Regions from separate parts of the Mus musculus genome. Here region 2 is linked to region 1. The links are chromatin contacts, called in public HiChIP or PLAC-seq maps. All regions are on one chromosome and are shown on one strand. Each heading gives the region's core, a stretch centred on a gene start, on an enhancer-like site or on the middle of the called end of the contact. The rest is flanking DNA. Distances are from core to core; before and after follow the strand shown.

What was found. HiChIP or PLAC-seq counts read pairs in DNA pulled down with a chosen protein or histone mark.
Region 2: a contact with region 1 is called in a CTCF HiChIP or PLAC-seq map of the NIH/3T3 cell line, with 14 read pairs. The contact joins two enhancer-like sites. A contact is called at or near these places in 2 of 15 datasets of contacts at CTCF or cohesin (both in the NIH/3T3 cell line), 16 of 484 Hi-C or Micro-C datasets (the C2C12 cell line, adipose-derived mesenchymal stem cells, embryonic fibroblasts and 4 more) and 3 of 115 datasets of contacts at active chromatin or transcription factors (the NIH/3T3 cell line, embryonic fibroblasts and pancreatic cancer cells).

Annotation. Positions count from the first base shown.
Region 1 is chr2:117,537,899-117,544,586 of GRCm38.p6, reverse strand. No RefSeq gene overlaps it. Among named protein-coding and RNA genes, the nearest start is that of Gm32137, 100 kb to the right of the region's middle. Within about 2 kb of position 3,011, at least 38 of the 459 cell types and tissues checked have an H3K27ac peak or open chromatin away from gene starts, as enhancers often do. A contact at or near this core is called in the C2C12 cell line, the NIH/3T3 cell line, embryonic fibroblasts and 2 more, where this site is marked.
Region 2 is chr2:117,876,857-117,883,743 of GRCm38.p6, reverse strand. 4930412B13Rik (RIKEN cDNA 4930412B13 gene) reads right to left here. Exons shown (of 6, transcript NR_040631.1): 3 at 5,751-5,917. The region is part of intron 8 of Gm13986 (predicted gene 13986); the gene reads left to right. Among named protein-coding and RNA genes, the nearest start is that of 4930412B13Rik, 58 kb to the right of the region's middle. Within about 2 kb of position 1,468, at least 38 of the 459 cell types and tissues checked have an H3K27ac peak or open chromatin away from gene starts, as enhancers often do. A contact at or near this core is called in the C2C12 cell line, the NIH/3T3 cell line, embryonic fibroblasts and 2 more, where this site is marked.

The DNA.
Region 1 (6,688 bases), core at 1,762-4,261:
TACAACAAGTATCATTATACATAGTTACCTCTACTTCACGTTAAAAGGAACAGCATCATTGAGTGCTCTATTTATAATCTTATATCCACTCAGTGATAAACTTCACATTGGACCCTATGTTCTGCCTAGCCCAAAACATGTGCTCTTAGCAAAAGACAATCTTGGTTTGATTAAGAATTTTGCTTTTAAGACCTCTGGAACAGCCTTTGTCTTACGTAACTCTCCCACCCATAGTCCTTTTCTCCAAGGTTTAGACTACAACAGTCTTATCTCATCTATGAGTATTCCACAGAGCCTTCCTAATCTAGTACCTTCCAGGTAAGAAGAATAATGTCTCCATCCCAAAGATGCCCACGTTTTTATTCATAGACCCAGTGTGAATGGTATCTTTGCTGAATGGTAGTGAGAGGAGGGAATTAAAGAAAGTAGATAGAATTAAGATGGCTTATCAGATGATTTGGGTATGAAGAGATTAAAGAGCCAATACAATCACAGAGATTTCCAAAGTTGAGAGAATGAAACAAGAAAACCAGTCGATAGAAAACAGAGAACAGATGAAAAGGGTTCCCAAGTCACAGAACATAAGAAGCTTCTAGAAACTAGAAAAATAGAAGAAATATACTCCCACCAGACCACCCAGAATGAATGCTTGATTTTACTCCAGGGTAACCCACTTTGTCCCTCTGACCTCCAGAACCTTGAAAAGACAATTCAACTTTTTGTAAAGAAAGTACAAGACCTGATCCCTTTCTTCTGGCCTCAAACACCCTGTGTTGCCATGTTCCATGTTCCACTAAAGCTCTGGTTAGCTGGGATTTCCTATGGAACTGATATACCCTTGCTAGTTCCCCAATGATGCCACCCTCTGGTAAAAATCAAGAGCTGCCAGTGAGGTGCAGGCCCGCTGCTGGGCTCATGTTCCCTCCCAAGCACATACACAAATAGGAAGAGGACTTCCAGGGTATCATTTCGTAGCCAGCAAGTGTCTTGGGTTTCACTTCAGTGGTTAAGGATGTGTCACCCAGGCGCCTTAGCAAGGGGCACTTCCAACCTTCAATTAAAGAGCTGTCATTTGCTCTATATATTAACATCCAGAACAACAAACACACTGTGACATGGTCATTAGAGACAGCCATAATCCATGGCCCGCTGTGTATTGATGTCAAGCCTGCTGCGCTTGACAACTGAAATAATCCCAAAGAAAGCATGCGCTTTCAGAGCCAGCACTCCAGTGAGGATATCCACCCCTGGCTGCCTTCCATCGTCCCACCTCTATCTTGATTCAACCACAGAGTTTTAAATCCTTTATCTTTTTTACAGAAAGACAACCACTTCTCATACTGGGAACTGTACTACAGGTTTTCATTGGTGGGACCTAGTGGGAAATCTTTACTGCAGGCACATAATAAAATTTCACGTTGTTATGATCCTAATCCAAAGGATGTCATGATAGAATGGACCTTAGGACTGACTTGTAAACGCAACCAACTAAACAAGCAAAACAACCTAGAGGTCATGAAGCACATGGGAAATGGAGAAAAAAACTCTAGATAGACAGAAAGGCTAATGGAAAGTCTCTCCACCTCTCTGTGGAAAGTGAGCAGTTTTCTTTCCACTGAAGAGCCTGTGTTGGTCACATCCTGTCCATACATCACAGATGCAAGTCCCACGGATGCAGCCACCTGAGAGCAGGGGAGAAGATGCATATTATATGCACTGATAAATCACTTAGGAGGCATGATCCTGCACCATCCAAGGAATACAAGGATCTAAATGTTAACTAGGGAAGCAAGAAAAAGAAGTAAACCTCAGCGGCCCAGAGTACTCCGGGGCCCAGAAAACAAAAGCAAAACAAACAAAACTCATGAATGGGTTAAAAAGCAGAGCTTATCTCTTAATGGTGCTGCAGCAACTGTCCAGTGGGCCACTGCGGGGATCTCAATGGGAAGTATCCCTGAGAGGGAATCTGTTGTTGGTACATAATATACAGCATCCTTCCTGGTTATTACTTGATAGGCATGGGCTACCCTCATGCATCCTCATCCAGAGGCTGCCTCCGGGCTGAGTCACAAGGCTCTGGCCTGTTGGCCTGTTGCATGTCAGCAGAGCCAGCTCCCTTGAATGACTCACAGGGACACTTGATGGTCCTAGCATCCTGCAGCAGCAGTCTTCCTCAGAAGGAAGCTAGAGAACACACAGGCTCGCCGACCTCTAAATATGTGTGCATCTTTAGAGGAGTCACTGTTCTTTTACATTATTCTGCCTCTGTTTTTACTAATAAGGTGTTATTTTTATGTGTGTGAGAATATATGTGCTTGTTTAGGTGGGGGTGCACACGTGTTGGTGGGTGCACATGAATGTGTGTGCAATACTTACTGAACTTAGGAGACAGTCTTTAAGAAACAACATCCTTAGGACATCCTTAACAATTCCTATCCCCCTTTTTTTTTGACAGCATCTCTCATTGGCACACACACACACACACACACACACACGGGGGGGGGGGGGGAAGAGAGAGAGAGAGAGAGAGAGAGAGAGAGAGAGATCCAATAAGGTCTTCAAAGTAACTCTGAAAGAATTGCATTCCCATTCTTTTCTCTGAACACAGACACAGAAGATGTTCTTCAAATGGCTATGTTCTGCAAATGCAAATACCCTGTTGGGAAGGTTGTATTTACAAACAGCCAAACACACTGTCTTGTTTTATTCCAATGAGCTCCAATGAACAGAGGAGATGAATATGTGAGGCAAATTGATAGAGACTTTCAGGTTTTCTGGAGAACTTAATAGATTTTTACAGACCTAGCATGGGTCTCTAATATCCTCAAGAAATCGCAGCCCTTTTCAAACTTTTCTTTCTCCTTTGTCGTGATCAGAATTTTCTATGTATTGTCGCCACCTGCTGGGAAATCGTAGGATCGGCTTCTGGTGGCATGTAAGGAGGACACCTAGCCAGCACAGGGAGGTGTGAGAGATGAGATTGTCAAATTCATGCATGGCTTTCATTCCAGAAGGAGTCACTCACCTGGCCTTGGCACTCAGGAGTCTGAGCTTTAATAGTCTTCTGGATTCAGAGCTAAAGTCTACATTCCCGCTGGTAAATCATCTGAGTGTTGAATCACCTCCTCTCTGAAATATTTTCCTTCTGTGTGATCTCAGTGATACTTCTGTTTAGGCTAATTTTCTACTGATGTGTTTTGATCAGGAATGGAAACTAACTACTTCCAGTACTCTGGGGGAAAGCCCTCTGCATGTTTGCAGACTGGTTCACAAGTGTGCCTAGTTTCTCTACAAATGTCTTCAGTTTTGTTTTTCTTTTTCTTTAAATTGACTTTGGCCCATTTTCAAAAAGGTACTCTCCATTTCTATATATCATTCCTAAATACTTCCAACACCTCTGTCTCTTTCCATACTGGGAGAACATGACACCCCATCAAGGAATCTTGCTAAAGGCAAATACAATGGAGCCATTGTCATGTGGACCCCTCTCAGATCATCATTCCCTTGGAAACTATTTTCTCAGCACCTGCGTGAGACACGAAAGCGAGGTCCACAGGGCAGACAGGATGACCGTGCCAGAGAGAGGAGGCAATGCAACTATAGCTGTGCATAGAATGCACAAGGATGCTGATGCTTGGGAGACAGGAGCAGCCATGGGGCTACGAAAGGCCAGGGAAGGGAAAGAATGCTTCCAGCAAGGGTACACGGAAGGCTCTGAGGCAGCAGTGAGACTGAAGAGCTCTTTGAAGAATACGTAGAATTCTGTTGGACTGAAAAGAAGGGGGCTAGGAAGGGACACGGGCTTCTGAAGAGAGTCAAAAAGTCTGATGAACACCCGAGACCATGGGTGTGGATAAAAAGTGCTGGATGTGGTTGCATTGAGTGAGTCATGGGCAGACAGGGAAAAGTGGATGGGATGGATTGTGAAGACATCTCCTACAAGGGGAGCCATTCAAGGATCCAGGTGCTCTGTTCATTTCATGGAACTCCTATTTGATTTTATCACCTTGCATACCAGCTGCTCTCAGTGTCACTTGCTGTCCATCCAGTGTTGGGTCTTAGTTTGGAGTCACTGCTGTAAGCTAGAGCTTGGCTGTCACTGTTTCTCTCTACCTCTGGGCAGCCTGTGTGACACTAACCTGACCCCACGCCTTTCCTTGCCCAACCCATCAGAAGACCAGTGCCAGCTGACTAGTCATTCCTGGCTTCTTTTCCTGACACTTTGTCAATAAAGGTAGGTCATGAGGCAGTGAGATCCTGGACAAGTTACCCATCACCGTGGCTTCAATATTCTCAACTTTAACGAGACAGGGGTCACATCTTAGAGCTTATATCCCAGTCCACAAGCCATCCCGGCCATTTTTGTGGACTCAATTTAGATTCACTGAAAGAATTTGCTTCTGAAACTAGAGTTTAAAACAAACTGGATCTGCTATGTAGTCAACCTGCTTTGAGTTATGTGTTTCCAAAAAGGAGAAGGCGAAAGGAAGAGAGAAGAAGCAGGCCTGCTTTCCTTCTTGCCAAACTGCCTCTCTTCCAGGAGATGCTTTTAAAGACAAAGAGAAAATGATGGATCAGAAATTACAGAGGAAAACATGCGCTACAGGTGGGCACCCAGCATATGCTTCAGCCAACACTCTCTGTCCTCTGTGCATTTGATCACCACACTGGCCTCGCTCGCTTGATTGAATCTGTCAATATGGGCAAGCCTTTCCCTCTCTGGTCCTCACTGAAGCCTGTGTCCGATTTTAATTAAGTCTTATGACAATCCTGTAAAGTTAGGTGCTATAAAGCCTACTGTGTAGAAAAGGAAATTAAGGCTTTGGATTTCTTATGCCTTCTGGTGAGTGAACTTGACAACCATTCTACTTTGACATTTCTTGTACTGAAGGAAAGGGAACTTAGGCCATCCAGATCCATAGAGCCTTATAACAAATTACCTTTGAGGTCTTACAATTATGGCACTATAAAACGCAAGAGAAATGTCTGCATTTGTAGTCCTGAACCCTCTGAACCTTGGCCGCCTGCAGCTAATTAGCAGTCACAGAAGCAAGCTTCTCCTGGGGAGAATCCTTTCCACTCCCAGGCCTCAAGCCTAGCCATCCCAGTGACTTAAGAAGATGTAAGCAGGGTGGGGGTGATGGCAGCTGGGGAAGAGACTCTACAGGGGGTGACAGCTTTCATTTAAATTGGCCATTTCTGTGTGCTTTCAAGACAGGGAATCAAAAACATATTGATAATTTCAACCGGATTCCAACAACAGAAAAGTCTTTAAAATGCCACTGAGAGAAAGAAAAGGCCTTGGGAATGAGAGACGGCCTGCAGGAATGTGGAACACGCTCCTCTTTTTTGTTTTTTTTAAATACTGAACATTCTTTTTTCACATTCTGTGATTTAAACGAGTTTTACAACCAGCTGGAGCAGATTCTAAGATCTTTTCAAGTTCTGACTTCCTCCACACTCAGACCATAGGAGGCCGGTGAGTATGTGTTAATGGATCGGCCAACACAGATGCTTTAGGCTCCAGTATCCTTAATGCATAGAAAGCACTAATCAGCATCATATGAACCTTGGAGGCCTAGCCTAGCCCAGGCCATCCTATGCTTTCCCCCCAAAGTGTTCCCCAGGTGGACTATGCAATAGCACTGCAGTTCTTAAATAATCCACAATGCTAACTGGAGAGATTACCTCATTTCTTCTGCGGGGAGAGTGACCACATTTTACCACTATTGGTTATGGCTACCATTTACTGTATCTTGAATTTGCAAAGAACTCTAAGTCAATCATCTTACCTGCCCTACAGAAGGATGCTTGAAAACAGACACGTTTCTTCGATTGCAAATAACGGAAGTCCAATGGGATCGAGCTTAACTGGAAATGAGATCTCAGCCAGCCAAGGGAAGGATGAAGGACAGATTCGGAGGGCTCAGAAACGGATGGATAAGTGATTTGCTCTCACTCAGTCTCACTCTTGCTCTGCCTCCCCCTTCTTTCCTTTTCTCTCTCTCCCTGCCTCTCATTTTACTCTCTATCTCTTACCTCTGCTTCTATCTGTCTCCCACTGTCACTCACGCCTCATTTGACTGACTTGTGAAGTGGAAGGCAGAAGTACTACTTTCTCCTATCAAAATCTAATGATTTCATAAATAATTCTCCCAAGGAAAAGTAAATTCTGTATCTGAACCAAAAGAAGGGGGCTGGGAGCATATAAAAGTCAACTCACCACCCCTGCAGGGTGTAGTCAATTACTGTCCTCTGAAAACCATGTGGACACTGATGTTCACACAGTGGCTCATCTCTTCTTGAGCAGTCACACCACGGAGCTGCTCTTTAGTAGACCCAAGACGATTAACCAAGTTTCCCAGTGTTCTCTTCCCAACCACATACTGTTTCAATGCTAACCTCTCTCCTGGTTCAACAAAAATCATTCTATAGAAGACTGATTAACACCTCCTCTAATCCAATGTTTCGTTTCCATTTTGGAATAATTCGGGTAGAAAAGAAATACCCTTTTAAAAAGTTATGCTACCATTAAATTATTGTGTTATACTATACCTTGGAAAGCTACCAAAATAACAATTACAACAACCATAGTATTAAACCACAGAGAAGTGCTTGCCATGTGTTAAGAACAATTTTTAGAGATTTGCATGTGTTAACACCCAGTTCCATGGTACTAATCACCATT
Region 2 (6,887 bases), core at 219-2,718, 340 kb before region 1:
AAGAGAACAAACAAACAAAAACAAAGCTATGATTGAGCAATACCTTACATAGAGATTGGATTTACAAAGGGAAGGCTGTAGTTGACTTTCTCTCTTTATACTGGGGTTTCGGGCACTCATCTTTTATGAGTTCTCTGAAAACTGCTCAAATGTGTCCTTCATTGTGACCATGACTGTGTCCTTGCCATGCTCCGTGCTGACCCCTGAACCTTTCAGCATGCCAGCAAAGGTTGTTTCAAATTCTTCAAAAAAGCTTTGGGTTTTAGATGAATGGTTTTTAGTCATTAAATATGTGTCATTTCACAGTTGTTGCTAGTTTCTGAAGTCCCCAGGAACCTAAGTACTGGATCTGATGAGAGGGAGCTGCGGATGGGGGAGAGGAACCATTTTTAGGAAAGTTGAGTAGACACTGGTGAGCAAAACCCCCTCTTTAACTCAGAGCATGCCACCCCTAAATGTAATTCTTCTTCCTCAAATAAACAGTCTGTTGATTTGTAATTCATGCTTATGTATCCCAGTGATATGTCATGTATTAAATGATGGATCAGGCCAGAAAATACATTGGCTCAATAGTGGGTATCTTTTCTTCCTTGGGCTGGGTCAGACACCTGTCAACATGGCAGCTGGTGATGGGTTGACCACAAAGCCAGCTGCTCAGTTTCGCTTGGGAAATCCTCTTGTTTCATCAGTTTGGGGATGACCACAAACTGGAATTAAAAGTCTTGCTCACGGCTGGGACCTGAGCAGAATTCATGACACCCAATGTATATCATCCTGTCTATACACCTTTGGAGGGCAGTCACAGCCAATGAGCTGAAAAAGAAGGCATATGGATGTGTGTGTGTGTGTGTGTGTGTGTGTGTGTGTGTGTGAGAGAGAGAGACAGAGAGAGAGAGAGAGACAGAGAGAGAGAGAGAGAGAGTTAGTTTGTGCCTATGGTGTGTTTTACTGAAGTATTTAAAATTTCTTTACATAAATGAAATTGCAGTAAAATGTATAGATCTTACATTGTAAACTGTACATTTTGATTAAGATATAACATATGAACACAGATATTTCTCTATCCTAGATGGTTCTCACATAGTCAGTGTCACTGCATAAAGTCAGCCTCATTTTGACTTCCTTGCACCCTCATTAGCTTTGCTCATTTTTCTGTCACTGATGCTCACACAGCTGCCTGGTGTCTCACGATCCTCCCCATCTGACACGCATCTGTAGGGATCCACGCATGCTCTTGCTTGTTTCAGCATTTGATCCTCTTCTTTTTGTTGAGTCACATTGCATTGCAGAAAGATGCCATGGTTTGTTTGTCCATTTTCCTGAGAGACACCACAGTGCTTTTTGTTAGAGCTGCTCTGAATAAAGCCATAATGAGCATTCCTGGGCACAGTGCTTGGGGACATGTGTTTTCATTTCTCTGGGGGTGATCTCTGAGGAGAGGAATGGTAAGATCATGACTAACAGTTGTCGTTTTCATTTTAACCACACTAGGGGGTGTTGTGTGGTGTCTGTCTGAGCTTTGCCTCTGCACACCCCCGATGAGTAACAGTGTCAAGCATCTTTATGTCGTCTTTGGTGAAATAGCTAAGATGTTTGTCCCTTTACACTGGGTCTTTAAAACAGTCTTAATTTATCAGTGTTTTGATTATATACAAAATTACATGTACTTATGAAGTAAAATGACCATTTATTCATATAAAACTTGATAACAACAACTAACACAGGAGAATATTAACCAGAAATGTACGAGTATCAGCCTACTTTATTGCAGTTCTGTTTTCATATTTTAAAAGTATATATAATATATTAAATTGTTTTAAAATATGTGTTTAAAAATTACATATTACCCTACATGTATGTTAGTGTAGCGTGTGAATGCCTAGTAACTGCAGAAATCAGAAGTGGGCATCCAGTCCCCTGGAACTAGAGTGACAGCTGGTTGTAAGTTTCCATGTGGATGCTGGGAACCCAACCCATATCCTTTGCAACTGTCCTTAACCATCTCTCCAGGCCCATAGACACTCTTTATACAGCTTAAATGCATCCTTTGCCCAGCATATGCATTTTAATGCCTTAGTTTCAAGCCTTTTGCCTTCAGCTTTTATTCTTTTCCTTTCCCCTTCAGTAATTGCTCTGCAAACTCGTCCATATTCACTTGAACACAGTACTACTCCATGTGGAATGCAAGGGGCCCACCACAGCACACTGCCAGGTATCTTCCTTGTCGTTTTGACGGTTACTTTTGTATCATTTGCTACTGCACAGGTTACAGACCTCCAAAACCAAGGCTTTTGCTTTTACTTTTAATTTTTGCCTTAAATGCTTCCTCTCCTGGCTTGGCTTGATACAATCTAGAATCATCTGAGAGAAGACCATTCGTTGAAGAACTGCCTAGATAACGTTGGTGCCTGGGCATGCCTAGGAAGAGTTGGTTAATTGATGTCTGAGGGCCCAACCTACAGAATACAAAGAACTTCATTGGATCTGTAACCTTCTAGGATGGAGGGCTTCATGTCTAGGGGAGAGTCCACTGCTCTCTGTAAAGCCAGCCATCATTTATTGCTGGTTTGTCTGGTTCATTGAATTGTTTTCTGGGTATTTGCTTTCTTGAGATTTTTTGGAACTTATCAGCACATGTGATGTTTGGTTCTTCACCACTCCCTTCAATTTTCTTTCTGTCTTTCTCTGAGGCTCTGTGAGCATACATAATGATCGGGTGTGGCGTTCCCAGAGACTTCTTTCAATCATTTTTCTTTCAGCTCTGTCTTGGGTAATCCTCATGTTATTAAATTCAACAACAGGGCTCACAGGTTTTTTGTTTGTTTGTTTGGTTTTTTGTTTTGTTGCTAATGTTTCTGTTACTGTTGTTTTGACTAATTGCTCAGAGTCTGTCTGCACGGCTGGTGTCCCTGTGATATGGAGAATGTTATGTTATGCTTTGCTTTCATTCTTACTTTCCTCTTGACAGCCCATCTTCAGTGGGTAGCCCTGGGTAGCCCTGGGTCTGCATAGCTTGGCAGTCAGCCAGTGAGGGAGCTGAGGAGGTGCTCACACATCTCCAGTGCAGCCTCCAAGTCTGGCTGTACCCCAGGCACGAGTTCAAAGTTCAAGCAGGTTTCAAATGTATCCTGGGTTTTATGTTCTACTGCTCTCTCGTGGGTCTCCCCTGTGAGAGTATGCCGTGTCAGAGCCATCGAGGGGCCTCATTTGAGCCGTCTAGCTCTCTCATTTCTAGAATTTCCATGAATAGTATCTGAGTAGCCTGTCTTTCTGCTGTACAATCTGGCTTTCGCTATATCCTCAGACTATATAACACATAGGAGAATCCCCAATATATTTTTTCCTGCCAGACTTAATATCTTTATTGACAACCTAACAAAAATGGTAGGCATGGTGAGCTCCTCTAGCCATAACCTAGAGGTGGTTGACGGCTCACCAATACCGGAGCTTGAGGATGATGGGAGCAGCCCAGGCTGGGCTCACGGACCCCACTTACTTGGTTATCAGTTGTTCATGGATAAACACTTCCCTCTGATCTCTCTCTCTATTTTGTTTCCAGACCCTGAAGTGATCACTTTTGCCAAATTTCTCTTATATTAAAAATGTTAGGAGATTTGCAGCTGTTTTTATGATGTTGAGAGATCTTGTCAAAGCAGATATATTTTGACAGAAGCTAGAGAAGGCAAAGACACTGGTCATAGCTCCAGAGTTAGTGAGACATACAGAGTGGATTCTGCTCACATTTGCTAGAGCTCTGTTGCCCATATACCCTTCACTACAAATGAAGCTTTTTTTTTTAAACAATAAGACGTTGTAATAGTTGATTCTATGGGTCATTTTCTTGTAGTATCCTTGAACCCTCTGGCTCCTACAATCCTTCCTCCCCCTCTTCTACAAGACTCCTTGATCTCTGCCTAGGGTTTGGCTGTGCATATATGTTATGATTGTGTAGCTTGGTGTTCTTGTGGAACTACTAACAGTGGGAGTGGGGATATTTTTGACACTTTGTCTGCTTTGGGGCCCCTTATCCTCATATTGAGTTGTCTTGTCCAGCCTTGATATGACAGGATGTGCCTAGTCATATTATAACTTGATATGCCATGTTTGGTTGATGGCCCTGGGAGGCCTGCCATTTTCTGAAATGAATGAAGGAAGAGTGGATGGGGAGGGGGGAGGAAAAAAAATAGGGGGAGAAGAGGGAGGGGAAACTGTTGTCAGGATCTAATATGTGTGAGAAGAATAAATAAACAAAATTTAAAAAGAAGCCGTGATAGATAGGTAGTTAACCGCAGGGGAGCTTGCTTTTGAATCTATTGCCCCATGACTGGGGCGTACCAGTCTGACTTGCATGAAGAGAGTTTAGGAAACGCCTGGAGAGCCTGGCTTTGAGTAGACAGAATAGAAAAGGGTGCCTGAGAGCATTTGAAAGCTGCCAGGCTCCTCAGGGACTCCTCTGGCATCATTCCTTACCATCCTCCACAGTCCTTCCTCCCCTTTGTTCTCTAGTAACAGGGTACCTTGCCAAAGGGCTCCAGGCAAGCTGGAAATCCCCACAGCCGAGGGAATTCCAGTAGAGACCAGAAGTGCATGAAAACAGCATCTCAGGTGTGTGTGTGCGCATGTATGTGTATACGTGTGCATGTGAGTGTGTGTATGTGTGTGTGCATGTATATGTGCATGCACGCATGTGAGTTTGTATATGTGTGTGTGTTCAAGTGTGTGGTGTTTTGCCAGGTGCCTAGAGCAGATAGAGGTGCAGACTTTCACTAAACAGTTGCGCTTCATTTGGCTCTTCATCTTGTAGACTAGAACCTTGTAGACTAGAACCTTGTAGACTAGACTCTCGTTTGGCTCTTCATCTTGTAGACTAGAACCTTGTTTCCTCTGAGTAGGAGGAGTATAGTCCGCACCTCAGGTTATGTAGTTTTACTAGTGGGTATCATTCCGTTCAAACTTAGAAACTATAAAAACCAAAAGGAATGCATTTGGGTCTTAGGGGCTGTCATTTTGAAAAAATGGGTTCAGCTAGTCTGAATGACTTTCCTGGGAAGGCAGAAAAAATTGATGGTTTTATGCACTGGAAAGAAACTGGGACCATGTAACTGATAATCAAAATGGAGCAGGGGGATGCCACTAATAAAGGCATGTACAAACATATGGAAATGTCCAGAAAACAACAGCTGATAACCTCTTGATATGTGCTAGGAACATCTGGCTACAAGGTGATCATCTAGTTATTTGGGTTCTTTTTAGATGCATGAAAAAAGGGTCAAAGCAATCGAAGTTCTCATTCTAAACAGCATAAATTCTGGTTTCTAGGTGGCCTCTGCACTCTATTCTCAGAGTCCATCTATTTCAATGTTCCTTTCAATTTCATATTCATGTATTTTGTCCATGTTACCCGATTTCAGCCTGGTGCGATGTCTCATTCAGCCATTTCTATTCCCTGATTTTTCACCCCAGGTTTAGCTTTTAATGTCTTAAATCAGGTTGGTCAGAACTGTGTACCATATAGGACACACAGCATCCCTGCCATTTCCAAGTGTAGTTTCTCAATGGTAATGGCTCTGTTAAACCCCACTGGCCATCCGGCTCGGCTCAGGATGCACTGCAGACCTGGGAGCTCAGAACTGCAGGTGGTGAGGTGCAGGCAGCAGCGAGGGCTAAGAAACAATGGCCTCATGGAAAACCAAGCCTCATGTCATACACTCATGTTTGTCTTTGCCTTTTTATCTTAAACCAATACTTACCACATCCCCGAGAGACACACTGGAGTAGTAATTGGCAGAAAATACAGTGATACAGAAACTGAATTATATCACGGTCTCCATCACAGTATGTAAATACTTCTGAGGTCATGTTGGCTGGATGCCTTTCGGAGTCCTTGTGTTTATGAGCTTCTTTGGTGGCTGACAGTCTAAGAGAGCAAATAAGGAAAAACAAACCAACCTGTAGATAGGAAAGTTGTCAGATTTCAAAGACTGCAGGTCATTATGGAAAATACAATGACACATTATTTCAAATATTTACCTTCTACCTTGATCCCCAAGGGTCTTTGTTCTCATTCAAACAAGGAATAGCCCTTGACTTCTTCTTTGAAAGGGAAAAAGGAAAGCAGTAAATCTTTCACTGGTTTTAAATATGCACCCCCCTTGCCCCTTTTGAGATAGATTTCCTACTCCTGCTCTTTGGGATGACAAGACAAAATTGCCTTTATATCAATTTCTTTGGCTCACTCATTTCTGAAAGCTTTTGAAGGCAGGTGGGCTTACATTGGCCCTGCACAGAAGGCAGAGGAAAGGCTGGCAAAGGTTTGCTGAATCTACAACCTGGAAAATCAACGTGAATTCTCTCACTTCAATGGGAAATAGCAAAGGGAGAGAAATCTTAAATACCTTGTGCCCAGTGAGCTCCAGCTGAGAAATATGGAATGGTGGATACTCGGATACTCGCTTAGAGCTTTGACGTTGCCTGACTCCCTCTGGGTTTTATTTTCTTGAGACTTACTTTTAATAATGTGTGTGTGTGTGTGTGTGTGTGTGTGTGTGTGTGTGTATGTGTGTATGTGGTGGGGAAGAGGGCGGCACATGTGAATTCAAGTGCTTGTGAAGGTCAGGAGCTTGGTTACCTCTGGAGCGTGAGTTACAAATGGCTGTGAGCCATCTGACATGGGTTCTGGGAACAAAACTCAGGTCTTCCACAAGAACACTAAGTGCTCATAACTACTAGCAAACTCGCTAGGCCATTCTCCTTATTTAAAAAAATTTTAAATTTAATTAATTTATTTTAAAGTATTTTTTAGAATTTTATACAGTACAGCATATTTATATAATTTCCATTACCACTTCCTTCCTTCCAACTCCTCTTTCACCCACTTCCTCTCAGAT